Linked DNA regions of Mus musculus: all the other regions are linked to region 4. A link is a contact called in public Hi-C data. All regions are on one chromosome and are shown on one strand. The core of a region is the stretch at or near the end of the contact, and the rest is flanking DNA. Distances in the headings are between cores, read along the strand shown. Region 1 overlaps Vav3 (vav 3 oncogene). Region 2 has its middle 33 kb from the start of Vav3. Region 3 overlaps Vav3 (vav 3 oncogene). Region 4 has its middle 56 kb from the start of Slc25a24.

Evidence for each region. Hi-C and Micro-C count contacts between places; a contact is called where the count stands out from the background.
Region 1: a Hi-C map of bone marrow-derived macrophages shows a contact between it and region 4, with 21 read pairs. The contact joins two enhancer-like sites. A contact is called at or near these places in 1 of 15 datasets of contacts at CTCF or cohesin (stem cell-derived epiblast-like cells) and 6 of 484 Hi-C or Micro-C datasets (adipose-derived mesenchymal stem cells, bone marrow-derived macrophages, cerebral cortex and 3 more).
Region 2: a contact with region 4 is called in a Hi-C map of the C2C12 cell line, with 2.3 times the contacts expected there. The contact joins two enhancer-like sites. A contact is called at or near these places in 6 of 484 Hi-C or Micro-C datasets (the C2C12 cell line, CD4 T cells, bone marrow-derived macrophages and 2 more) and 4 of 115 datasets of contacts at active chromatin or transcription factors (embryonic stem cells, fibro-adipogenic progenitors, neural progenitor cells and 1 more).
Region 3: a contact with region 4 is called in a Hi-C map of bone marrow-derived macrophages, with 23 read pairs. The contact joins two enhancer-like sites. A contact is called at or near these places in 10 of 484 Hi-C or Micro-C datasets (bone marrow-derived dendritic cells, bone marrow-derived macrophages, cerebral cortex and 7 more) and 5 of 115 datasets of contacts at active chromatin or transcription factors (CD8 T cells, acute myeloid leukemia, cardiomyocytes and 2 more).

Annotation. Positions count from the first base shown.
Region 1 is chr3:109,399,478-109,402,392 of GRCm38.p6, reverse strand. The region is part of intron 1 of Vav3 (vav 3 oncogene); the gene reads right to left. Among named protein-coding and RNA genes, the nearest start is that of Vav3, 60 kb to the right of the region's middle. Within about 2 kb of position 1,527, at least 12 of the 459 cell types and tissues checked have an H3K27ac peak or open chromatin away from gene starts, as enhancers often do. A contact at or near this core is called in bone marrow-derived macrophages, where this site is marked.
Region 2 is chr3:109,306,080-109,309,080 of GRCm38.p6, reverse strand. No RefSeq gene overlaps it. Among named protein-coding and RNA genes, the nearest start is that of Vav3, 33 kb to the left of the region's middle. Within about 2 kb of position 1,505, at least 43 of the 459 cell types and tissues checked have an H3K27ac peak or open chromatin away from gene starts, as enhancers often do. A contact at or near this core is called in the C2C12 cell line, neural progenitor cells and pancreatic cancer cells, where this site is marked.
Region 3 is chr3:109,418,209-109,421,090 of GRCm38.p6, reverse strand. All of the region lies in intron 1 of Vav3 (vav 3 oncogene), which reads right to left. Among named protein-coding and RNA genes, the nearest start is that of Vav3, 79 kb to the right of the region's middle. Within about 2 kb of position 1,575, at least 5 of the 459 cell types and tissues checked have an H3K27ac peak or open chromatin away from gene starts, as enhancers often do. A contact at or near this core is called in bone marrow-derived macrophages, where this site is marked.
Region 4 is chr3:109,177,523-109,180,470 of GRCm38.p6, reverse strand. No RefSeq gene overlaps it. Among named protein-coding and RNA genes, the nearest start is that of Slc25a24, 56 kb to the right of the region's middle. Within about 2 kb of position 1,635, at least 50 of the 459 cell types and tissues checked have an H3K27ac peak or open chromatin away from gene starts, as enhancers often do. A contact at or near this core is called in the C2C12 cell line, bone marrow-derived macrophages, neural progenitor cells and 1 more, where this site is marked.

The DNA of each region.
Region 1 (2,915 bases), core at 278-2,777, 220 kb before region 4:
GTCAACACTCTCTAAGTCTCCAAGGAAGAGATAATGTGGATGCAACAAGTTCTCTTAAGGAACCTACTATACACAAATGAACTAAGTCCACAGGTATGAGTTCAAGGATATGATGGAGATGATAAAAGTATGCTCATGACTTTAAGTGAAGAGCACGCAGACTGAAATTGCTGTTCTCCCTGAAGGAGGGTTTTTAAAAGCTTCCTAGATTACCTGTTTGCCTGAGATACTGTTTTCTACATATGAATCCTGATGGCATCTTATTTTACCCAGCACATAAAAGCTTATTACAGAGTACCAAAAGTATAGTCATATACATACACTAATACAAAGAGCCTAAGGCAAGCTGGGACAGCAGACAGTATCAGCCATCCAATCAACTCACTCACTAAGCATCATTTTCCAGAGCCTCCCCAGTTCTGTGCAAAGTAACGAATAGTATGGCCCACTGTGTTCAACGACCTTACATCATACTGCAGGAGAGAGATGGGAAATTATCCCAATACATTTTGATAAATGCCATTACAGTGTGTTCTCATGGTTACCAAGGCACAGTAACACACATTCCTGGAAAGGTGCAAGAAGCAGGCAACCACAATTAACCCCTGGAGAGAGCGAGTTCAATCGTAGGCCTTTCTAAGGCAATATGAGGTACTGAGGTTGAATAAGGTTCTTAGTAGTGTTTCTTCATTATCCCCTTCGGATCTTATGAAATAGCCATTGCGTCCATGTGCTAGGTAAGCTATAAATAGTAGGAAAGGTGACGTAACTTGCCTAAAGCCAAGCTAATAACTGGTAAAAATATGACCAGAAGACAGATCAAAAGTCTAACTTGGCTGCTTTGGGTTTTCCCAGAGCAGATGTGCAATTAACACAGTCTGGCTTTTGTCTGCATCATGACTGGTGTGATCTCAGTTTTCTGAAACTTGACCTTGTCAAGACTCTCCTTGGGTCTTTTGAGTATATTTTCCCTCTAAACAAGCAATAGTACAGACTACTTGCAGAATACTTCTTATGATCAGCCAGCACCTAACTAAAATCGCTTCTGCTTCCTGCACATTTCTAGAAACTCAAATCAATGCTGGAATCATTGCAAAGTACAATTGATAAAGATATTTTAATAATTTGAAACAATTAGACATGAATAAAGATCCCTTGGTGACAAGTTATGACATTTAGGTGATCCACTGGAAACTAACACGCTATGTGGAGTGAAAACCTAATATAGTGTATTTATAAGTACACTATACAACAGCACATACCTACCACTGCATACATATGTAATGCCGGCTGTCCGTTCTTCTGAAATGTCAGCAGCAATGGTTGAAAGCTATCAATGTCCTACCTACAAATTCTTTAACGTTTAACAGATAGAGAGGAGAGAATTTTTTTCTTCTGAATTAAAAATGAAATGCTATACCTTATAAAGCCTACACTGTGAGTGGAACACACTGTACTGGTCCCACCAGTGGACTGGAGTCAAGATAAGTCCCTAACCCATGAGAAGAGGCTGATGCAGATAATCTCCTTGCCTCTAAACCACAAGCAGAAAAATGCTAAAATAAGCAGTGTGGTTGATACTGTATTTCCCTTCATTTCCTGCAAATGGCCTTCTGAAATAGCTATCTTCATCATGACATGTCATGACATCATGGCCTGCAACAGGTACGGCTCCAGCATCAAGTTACAACCTCCTAATAATGACTTTGCAGTCTCTGATACCTGACCCAGACTCACATCTAACATAGAACTCCTCCTGGCAATGCTGTTGTGCAATTAAGCTCCCAGGAAAACAGAGCCCACAAGTTCTTCCCTCACTTACATTGTTAATAAATGCATATCTTTGCCCATTGTTTTATGTAAATAAGGCTTTCAAACAACACATCAGCCTTATGCCAGAAACTCACAGTCAACAACTGTGTCACCCTCTTACAAACTTAAATCAAACATTAACAAGATGTGATGTCCTGTGAATAAAGAATATTAGGCTATAAATGTTTAAGAGGCCAAACAACCCTAGGAAAATGTGAATAGAAAAGCTGGCAACTAGACCAGAGAAAAATCATTAGAACAGGCTGGGCACCTGCTGTGTCCCAGACTCTGTAGATAACAATTTCATCGGAAACAAGCAATTCTCCACACATACCCCATGACCTACTAGTTATGATCTTTGATCTACGATTCTGAAAATATGCACCATAACAGCAGAGAGCACCATAACATGTCATGGGGACAGTGTAAGGCTATTTGGTATTTCCAAAGGCACCGCAAGAATATTCAACATCTGTCAGATAGCACAGTCTGCCAGCAGGAATCACCACGCAGTTCCAGTAGAAGGTCACTGAATTCCTTTGGGGGACATATTTTTCTGAATTTGGACATTAGAAACAGCTATGATATTCAAGTAATTACAGAACACTTGGTGTAGAAAAGCAAATAAGGGTAACACTGTTCTAAGATGCACATGCAGTTGTGCATTACTGGTTAAACAGAATAGGTAAGGCAGAGACATAAATGTTCTAAGAACTACTAAAGCTTGAATATCACTAGGGGACATGAGGCCAGACCAGGGGTCAAGTAAAAATTTGATCTGCTCTTCTGTGATGCTCTCAGTATGTCTAAAGGGTAATTGGTAACTGAATGTACAGTAGCATTTTATCCCTGTAATACAGAGAGATATAATTGTTACCATATTTTTTTTCATTCTTACATCAAGTTTGCTCATCTTTTATCCTGTGTCATTTGTCTAAATATGGTAACTGCTTTTGTAAGCAATTATGTGATGTTTATTTCATATCTGGGATGAACAACCTTTCCACTTTCTATAACACTCCTTTTCCATCCTCTATTGCCACATAGAGAAGCACTGCTAGTAATACAACATAACAGATTTCTAGTTGAAATTTCTCTATAAT
Region 2 (3,001 bases), core at 256-2,755, 130 kb before region 4:
CAACATTAGACACAGCGGCAATTAACTGGTCTCATTTGAAGCCAGAATATAACCTAAGGGAGAAATTACAGTTCGTTTGGATAGCTGCACTTCATTGTTTAAAACATAAAAATTCCTAAATGTGCTTTTTTAGAATGCTCCCATCCAGTTGTTTTTACATCAACAAAAAGCCTCATTGGAAACAAAGCTGGAAGTTACCCTGCCGTGGCAAATTGAAGATGACTGGTGGGAAGTTAGCTAAGATCCTGCCTCCCTCTGCAAAGGTCCCGAAAGGAACCTGGGTGTTCCTTTCCAGTGGCTTTATACACAAAACTTTTTGGGAACAAAACCCATCTTGGGTGCACAGATAAGAAAACAAGGCGACTGTTTTCTAAGAGTCTCACATCCAGCCTGAGTACTTATCAAACAGGAAGCTTTCAGAGGCTACTATCACAGGGCCAGCTGTTGTAGGGGCTTGGAATCAGATGTCCCTCACTTGTTTGCAGCCATCACATGATAGAGCTAGAAGGACATTGTTCCTAATAAAGAAATTTTCAAATTTATATTACTGTCTTTAGATCCACGGTGTCTGACACATAACAGGTATAGCACACAATAAATGTTTGCTTTTAAACGTCGCCATTTTCTCTTTGTGAAAGACACACTTGAATTTAACTTCTAGTGGATCCCATCTCAAACTACTCAATATAAAGTATTCTACCTTGGTAGTTCTCGCTCCAGAATTCTAGGAGTAGGACTGTAGTACAAAAGAGCGATTATAGAGCAGAAAAGTAAACTTTTTTGATTGAGCTAGTGGGAGAAAATCAACATTGTTTGAAATTTGTATTGCTGTTTGGTGGTCGTGGGGTTCTTCACAGCTTTTTAATATTCCCTAACTCAAAGATGGTAAAGTATGAAAGACAGACAACATACCGACTCACAAAGGGTGCGACCTTTGTGGGGAGATGCCCCTGGTCTCAGTGGCTAGCCACCAGCCAGAGAAACCTGAGTGCTAGGCCTTTAGGTATTGCTCCATCCCACCGTGCCTTCACACTTCGGATGGAAACACAGGTATCAGAGATTCTCAGTGCCTCGTTCTTTTCTGTCGCCTCATAACTCTGTGGATGGAAATTTTATTACCCCATTTCACAGCTGTGATAACTGGCTCAGAGGGGTGAAGCAATTTGTATAATATCACAGAGGTGCTGATCAGCAGCTCTGAGTCCCAACCGGCTTCTCTGGGCTCTTGGATAACTAATGTGTGTTTTCTAGTAAAAAATCTTAGCCTCTTGTAAAAGTCCAAGAAGCTTCGTAACTAAGAGAGGTAATGGCCTGCACAGTTTGTACTTCTGATACAAACCAAACCACGGCTGAAAGAGACAAAGCCGGAGCCAAAAACAATGATTCACTGCCTACCTTGTGAAAGACACTAGTAATTCTGGGTCAAAGTCTAATGAACGGATGTGCGCATAGCAATTAGCTGTGCGGGCACCCTGGCTAGCAATCTTGGCAGAACAGCTCTGATTGTCATAGTAACTGGACTCTTCTCTGCCCTGCAGGAGAATTCCACGTGGCTGATGCAGGATAGAGCAGCCTATCAAGGGCTCCCCTTTCTCCCTGAAGCTGGAATTCTGCCCCTTAACACTTCCTGCAAGAAATAATTCAGGGAGGGTCAGATGGGATGACAAATACAGGGACATCACTGGTCAATCATTTCAACCACTGTGAAATGTCTGATAACAGCTCACAATGCCAAAAACGGTGAGGAAGTTGACTCAGCCAGTCAAGTGTTTGCCATATATGAGGACCTGAGTTCGAGCCCCCAGAACCCATGTAAGACCACATACTTATGGGAGGTGGAAATAGGCAGGTCCCTGGGGCTTACTGGCCAACCAGCTTAGCCAAAACAGCAAGCTCAGGGTTCAGTACAAGACTCTGTATCAAATTAAAAAAAAAAAAAGTAGGTGGTGATTGAAAACAACTGACATTCACCTCAAATTTCCATATCCATGTTCACACACATGCATATACATACCTACATGTACACACGCACACACACACACACACCTTAAAACGGACCAGGTAAAATCAACTCTGTTCATTTCCTTCTCTCCACTAAGAAGACTCATCACTTATAACCAAGGAGAGTAATATCAGTGAAACCTCCAACACGTCCCATTACTACACTGCTTCAGTTCAAAACCTTAAAGAACGGGACAAAGCATTATTACCCTAATTAGCAGTCTCCTTGAGTCACCTACTGTATATATATGTCTAAGAAGACAAGAGGTAGGAAACAAAAATTGACAGAATGACTAATACAAGCTGAGCATTTTATTTCAATCGCACAACTCTAAGCTCTATGTATCACCTCGATTTTGTAAGAAGCAAACCAGGGTTCAGAGAAAAAAACCAGCCCTCTGTCTCACAGACAGTGTGGCTTCAAAGCCAGGCCTCTCCAACTCTAAAACCTTCGGTCTTTTTGTTCTCAAAGTTCACTTGCATTTACTTTGTTCCAAATGCATCTACATTTAGAATCACTGTGTGTTACAGTCAGCATTCCATGACTATGATAAACTACCTGAGGTCATTAATTTTTTTTTTAAAAGAAAGGGTTTGAGGGATGGAGAGATGACTCAGTGGTTATGAGGAGTTGCTGTTCTTGCAGAGTTCCCAGCACCCATACAACAGATCAAAACTATTTGTAATGCCAGTTCTGGGGAAGCTGACACCCTCTTCTACTCTCCATTGTCCTAGGCAGGCACATGATGCACATGGAAGCATGCAAGCAAAATGCTCAGACACACAAAATAAAAATAAATAAACTTCCTTTTTAAATAAAGATTTATTTATTTATTTATTTATTTATTATATGTAAGTACACTGTAGCTGTCTTCAGACACCCTAGAAAAGGGAATCAGATCTCATTACAGATGGTTGTGAGTCACCATGTGGTTGCTGGGATTTGAACTCAGGACCATCGTAAGAGCAGTTAGTGCTCTTAACCACCAAGCCATCTTTC
Region 3 (2,882 bases), core at 326-2,825, 240 kb before region 4:
CTCACCAAACCCACATTTTCCCCATGTGTAGGAAAAACTTGCAGCAGGTCTCTACCAAAACGCTTTGATCATGAAGTCAGAAAGGCAAGAAGCATCATTCAAAGTCGAAACAGTTGAAAACAGTCACGAAGCCTGAAAATCAGGCTTTGAATTTACTGGAGCCAATATTAACCTTCCTTAACCTTCGCAAGTTCAATTCTATTCCGATCCACAAGTGTTTGCTGGATCCCAACAAAGTCACTCGTGTGCTCTTGCTTTTCCAGCAATTCACTAGCCTGATTACTCTGTTTAATACCTGGTTTTAGCCAACTGTTTTTGAATGCCTGCAATATCATAGATACTGGAAAAGCTAAAAGGCTCTGCTTTAAGCGTTTCTAGTAATACTCCTGGGAGATCTTCATAGTGCTTCAAAATTTGGCTGAAAGCACTAGGCTCTGCATGCACTCTGGACTCCCAAGTGTTCTGCTGTGGGCAAAAACAGGAGCAGAGTGGAGGGACAGAGGAAGGGGGCTGTGGCATCATTATGGAGGTCCCAAACACAGCTGAGCCCACCAGACACCCTGCTCCTTCACGTATTCACTCCTTTGATTCTATTCAGTTTCCAGTTTAAGAAATCCAGCACAAAGGCTGAAAGAATAATATACCTACACCGTGTACTTCCACCTATTCCACACTCACAACAGCTCTGTGTGTGCTTTCGTGTGCATGGCCGTTACCGCAAAAAACATTCTGTCTGTGCTGTGAAAAGGAGGGTGCAGACAGGGGTATTCCCTCCTAAATCACTCAGCATGTGTCTCTTAGAGGTTAGAATGTTCCCCTGTGTACCAATAACATCAGGACACATAAAAAAACCACTTCTCATATTATTTTCAGACTTGATTTTAAAGAGAATTAGCAATTAATGCCTATTAGCTATTCAAATTTCTACCATTCCAACCTCAATCTCTTTTTATAACGTTTTCACCCAAGCTAAGATCTACTCCAGTGGTTTCCAAAGCAATTTATTTTTAATTTTTTTCAAAAACAATTTTATTAGATATTTTATTCATTTACATTTCAAATGCTATCCCAAAAGTTCCCTATACCCTCGCCATTCCATGCTCGCCAGCCCACCCACTCCCACTTCCTGGCCCTGGCATTCCCCTGTACTGGGGCATATAATCTTCGCAAGGCCAAGGGCCTCTCCTCTCATTGATGTTCCACAAGGCCATTCTCTGCTACATATGCAGCTAGAGATATGAGCTCTGGGGTTACTGGTTAGTTCATATTGTTGTTCCTCCTATAGGGTTGCAGACCCCTTCAACTACTTGAGTAATTTCTTTACCTCCTCCATTGGGGGCCCTGTGTTCCATCCAATAGGTGACTGTGAGCATCCACTTCTGTATTTGCCAAGCAGGGGCATAGCCTCAAAAGAGATAGCTACATCAAGGTGCTGTCAGCAAAATCTTGCTGGCATATGCAGTAGTGTTTGGGTTTGGTGGCTGTTTATGGGATGGATCCCTGGGTAGGGCAGTCTCTTGATGGTCCTTCATTCCGTCTCAGCTCCACACATTGTCTATGTAACTCCTTCCATGGGTATTTTGTGCCCAGTCATAGGAGGAACAAATTATCCACACTTTGGACTTCCTTCTTCTTGAGTTTCATGTGTTTTGTGAATTGTATCTTGGGTATTCTAACTTTCTGAGCTAATATCCACTTATCAGTGAGTGCATATCAAGTGACTTCTTTTGTGATTGGGTTACCTCACTCAGGATGATATCCTCAGATCCATCCATTTGCCTAAGAATATCATAAATTCATTGTTTTTAATAGCTGCTTAGTACTCCATTCTGTAAATGTACTACATTTTCTGTATCCATTCTTCTGTTGAAGGACAGCTGGGTTCTTTCCAGCTTATGGCTATTATAAATAAGGCTATTATGAACATAGTGGAGCTTGTGTTCTTATTACAAGTTGGAATATCTTCTGGGTATATGCCCAGGAGAGGTATTGCAGGATCCTCCAGTAGTACTATGTTAAATTTTCTGAGGAACCACCAGACTGATTTCCAGAGTGGTTGTACCAGCTTGCAATCCCAACAGCAATGGAGGAGTGTTCCTCTTTCACCACATCCTCAACAGCATCTGCTGTCACCTGAATTTTTGATCTTAGCAATTCTGACTGGTGTGAGGTGGAATCTCAGGGTTGTTTTGATTTGCATTTCCCTGATGATTAAGGATGTTGAACATTTTTCAGGTGCTTCTCAGACATTTGGTATTCCTCAGTTGAAAATTCTTAGCCGGGCGGTGGTGGTGCATGCCTTTAATGCCAGCACTTGGGAGGCAGAGGCAGGCAGATTTATGAGTTCGAGGCCAGCCTGGTCTACAAAGTGAGTTCCAGGACACCCAGGGCTATACAGAGAAACACTGTCTCAGAAAGAAAGAAAGAAAGAAAGGAAGGAAGGAAGGAAGGAAGGAAGGAAGGAAGGAAGGAAGGAAGGAAGGAAGGAAGGAAAAAAAGAAAAAAAGAAAAGAAAAAGAAAATTCTTTGTTTAGCTCTGTACCTCATTTTTAATAGGGTTATTTGATTTTCTGGAGTCCAGATTCTTGAGTTATTTGTGTATATTGGATATTAGTCCCCTATCTGATTTAGGATTGGTGAAGATCCTTTCCCAATCTGTTGGTGGCCTTTTTGTCTTATTGACAGTGTCTTTTGCCTTACAAAAGCTTTGCAATTTTATGAGGTCCCATTTGTTAATTCTCAATCTTACAGCACAAGCCAATGCTGTTCTGTTCAGGAATTTTCCCCTGTGCCCATATCTTTGAGGCTTTTCTCCACTTTCTCCTCTATAAGTTTCAGTGTCTCTGGTTTTATGTGGAGTTCCTTGATCCACTTAGACTTGG
Region 4 (2,948 bases), core at 386-2,885:
AACTGGAAGGGCCTTGGATTTTTCTAGAGTTTCTCCCTCTCCTGGGGAAGCAGAGGCATGGTTATCCCTGAATTAGAGAAATGAGTTAGAACAAAAAAAGCTGGAGGTCACGAAAAAGGACATGCTCAGGTAACAGAGGAAAAAAAGACACAGCATCAAGGACAGCCCGCAGGTTCTTAGTGTGTAAATGGCTGTGTCTATAAGAGTTCAGCAGGAGGTGGCAACATGGGCCAGAAGGGAGAGCTGAGGTATTCAAAAGACCCCGGGTAATAGGAAGCCTGTGGTTCTGAGCTGCCAGACTGAGGGTTGGAAAACTGAGGGTAATTGCCAGAGCCTGTAGGGTGACACTGAATGACAGAATTAAGAAGTGATCACTGGGAGAGGGCAATGGCTAACCTCTTCTCTCCCCAGGACCTGAGCATCCACTTCAGAAGTCAGGGATGAAGTCCCGAAATACAGCACACAGTGGCCCACGCCCACATCCAAACTCAACCTATCCTCCACAAACATGTCTGTTTAAACTCTACAGGCTGAGACTGCTTCAGAGATAAAAGGTGGAAATGTGTTGCCCTGCATTAGAGTCTCTGGCATCCGTGTGCTTAATCGTCAATGTTTTCAATTAAATCATGAGGAAATAATTATGCAAACTGTAATTTCACCATCCACGGGGAAATGATCAGTGTGTTGCCCTTGAGGGGTTTATGCCAGGGCATCTAAAAGCCTTAGATAAGGAACTAATTTAATTTTGCTTCCCCTCGTGCTAACATTTCATACTCCAGGGTAATATATACAAAATATGGAAAACATGCCTGGTCTCTAGGTCAGGAATATCAATGTGCTTAGCAATGAGCAGGAAGACAGCTTTCATATTGCTTCACTTCTCACATCACTAACATTCTTTCTTGTGTGTTAATCTCTTTCATTCTTAGAGATAATAGGGATGCAAGAAACGGATCTAAAAACTAAACTACATGCAAGGCAAAGTGTGCCTTGGGAAGAGTGTTGTTTTTAAGTGTGTGTCACTGAACTTACAACACTTCAACTTATAGAACTGAATTGCTGAGTGAATCGTTTCAGTGAATCTCACCTATCCAAGCGTCACCAGTGGCAGCACAGGGACCCTAGGGACCTACACTCTCCAATCTATCCCTTTTCAAAAAAAAACAAACAACAAAAAAAGAAAACAACCAAAAGAAAAAGAAAAAAACAAGAATTGTCTCTAAATTTTAACTCTCTATATTTAAGCCTCCCTCTGTTACTGTATCTGGCTTTACCCTCTCTCCTTGATTGGTTTTTCTCAAGTTTATAAATCTGCCACCCTTCAGACATACACTCCCTGCTCTGATCAGGCCTCTCTCTCAAGCTCTCTCCTCCCTTTCTTTCCTTCATAGCCAAAAAACTATTGAAGGACTGTCTCCCCTCACCATCCACAATTCCTTCCTTCCTTCCCTTTGTTCCTTAGTCCACTGCCATCTGGAGCCTGCGGCTGCCACTCCAGGAAACTGCTTTGGAAATCACTCAAGATGTCAGTCCTGGAAAAACCAAAGGAACCCGTCTTTTGGGGACATGTGTGCTGACTCATTCCTTGACGATGTGATACACGCCCATTCAGTGTATCTTCCCTGCACAGTCTTTGTAGCTGACACTTCGCATTTATGAGCTATGAACACTGAAGCCATGAAGGGTGAGCTGGCTGATCTGGAGAGGAGCAAAAGAGAGGCACAGGTGTCACCAAGATCTCGCAGTCATCATCCCAGTGCAGAAGGCTTGTATTTCCTTCTTTCACTTATTCATTCAACACCTATTTGTCAAGCACAAATTGTGTGTCATAATGTGCTTGGCACACTGAAGACATCGATATGAGAGAGGAGAGTATGGAAGCTGCTTTCTTTCTGTCCTGCCTCCAGCCTGCTGCGCCTTGCCTTCTTCATTCAGTTCCCAGATAAAAGACACACACACACAACCTTTATATTTACAGTAAACCTTAATCAGCACTAGAGCTGGGCAGCTATCTACCCTCTATGCTATTAGACTCTACTTTCCTATCAATAACTCCAAATTATTACATACTATGTTTCATCTGGGCTGCTCTTAACTCCAATTGGCCAGCCCTCAGAGCCACGTTTTCATGGCTCACCTAACATATGGCAGCTTCTCCTTCCTCCTCCACCTTCTTCTCCCCTAGTGGTTCTTCTTAACCCCAAGCCCAGGAATCTTATGTCTCTTCTGCCCAAAGATGCTGACATCTTTATTTACCAATCAGAAATAACTTAGGGGCGGGTCACAAAGCATCACTTGGGTCTATCTATGGGCAGACCCCAGGTCTTAGGGGTGTGCTCTTAGTATTACAATAGACAGCAACACCAACATCAACACCAGCCACCTGCCTCCAGCCTCCCTTTCCCTTGGGAAGAGGTAGCAGATCATGTGATTCCTTTTGTCTAAACTCCACCCCCTGTCCTTTCAGGAAACATTCTCTGAGCACGGTGTGTAACTGACAGCAATCTATTTTTCTTTTTAAATCTATTTTATCTTTAATTATATATATATATTTGAGTATCTATGTAGGTATGCGCACATGAGTACAGGTGCCTATAGCATCCAGAAGAGAAGGTCAGAACCCCAGGGACTGAAGTTACAGTGGTTATGAAAACATAAGTATTGGGAACTGCAACTCAGGTCCTTTGTAAGAATAATATGGGCACTTAACCACTGAGTCATCCATCCAGCCTCTTAGTCTGTCTGTCTAAGGAAAACTGTTGCCATTCTCCCAAGTGAGCCACACAGCACAACTGTGATTTCCCAGAATGCACTCTTTGTTTTTACCCATCCTCTGGATATAAAACATGCTCTTCTTCTTTCTAAGACTAAACAGAACATCCGTTTCCCTCATCATGCCTTATTCACACCCCCTGCACCCTGTTCTCACAGCTTATCAACATGTCCCA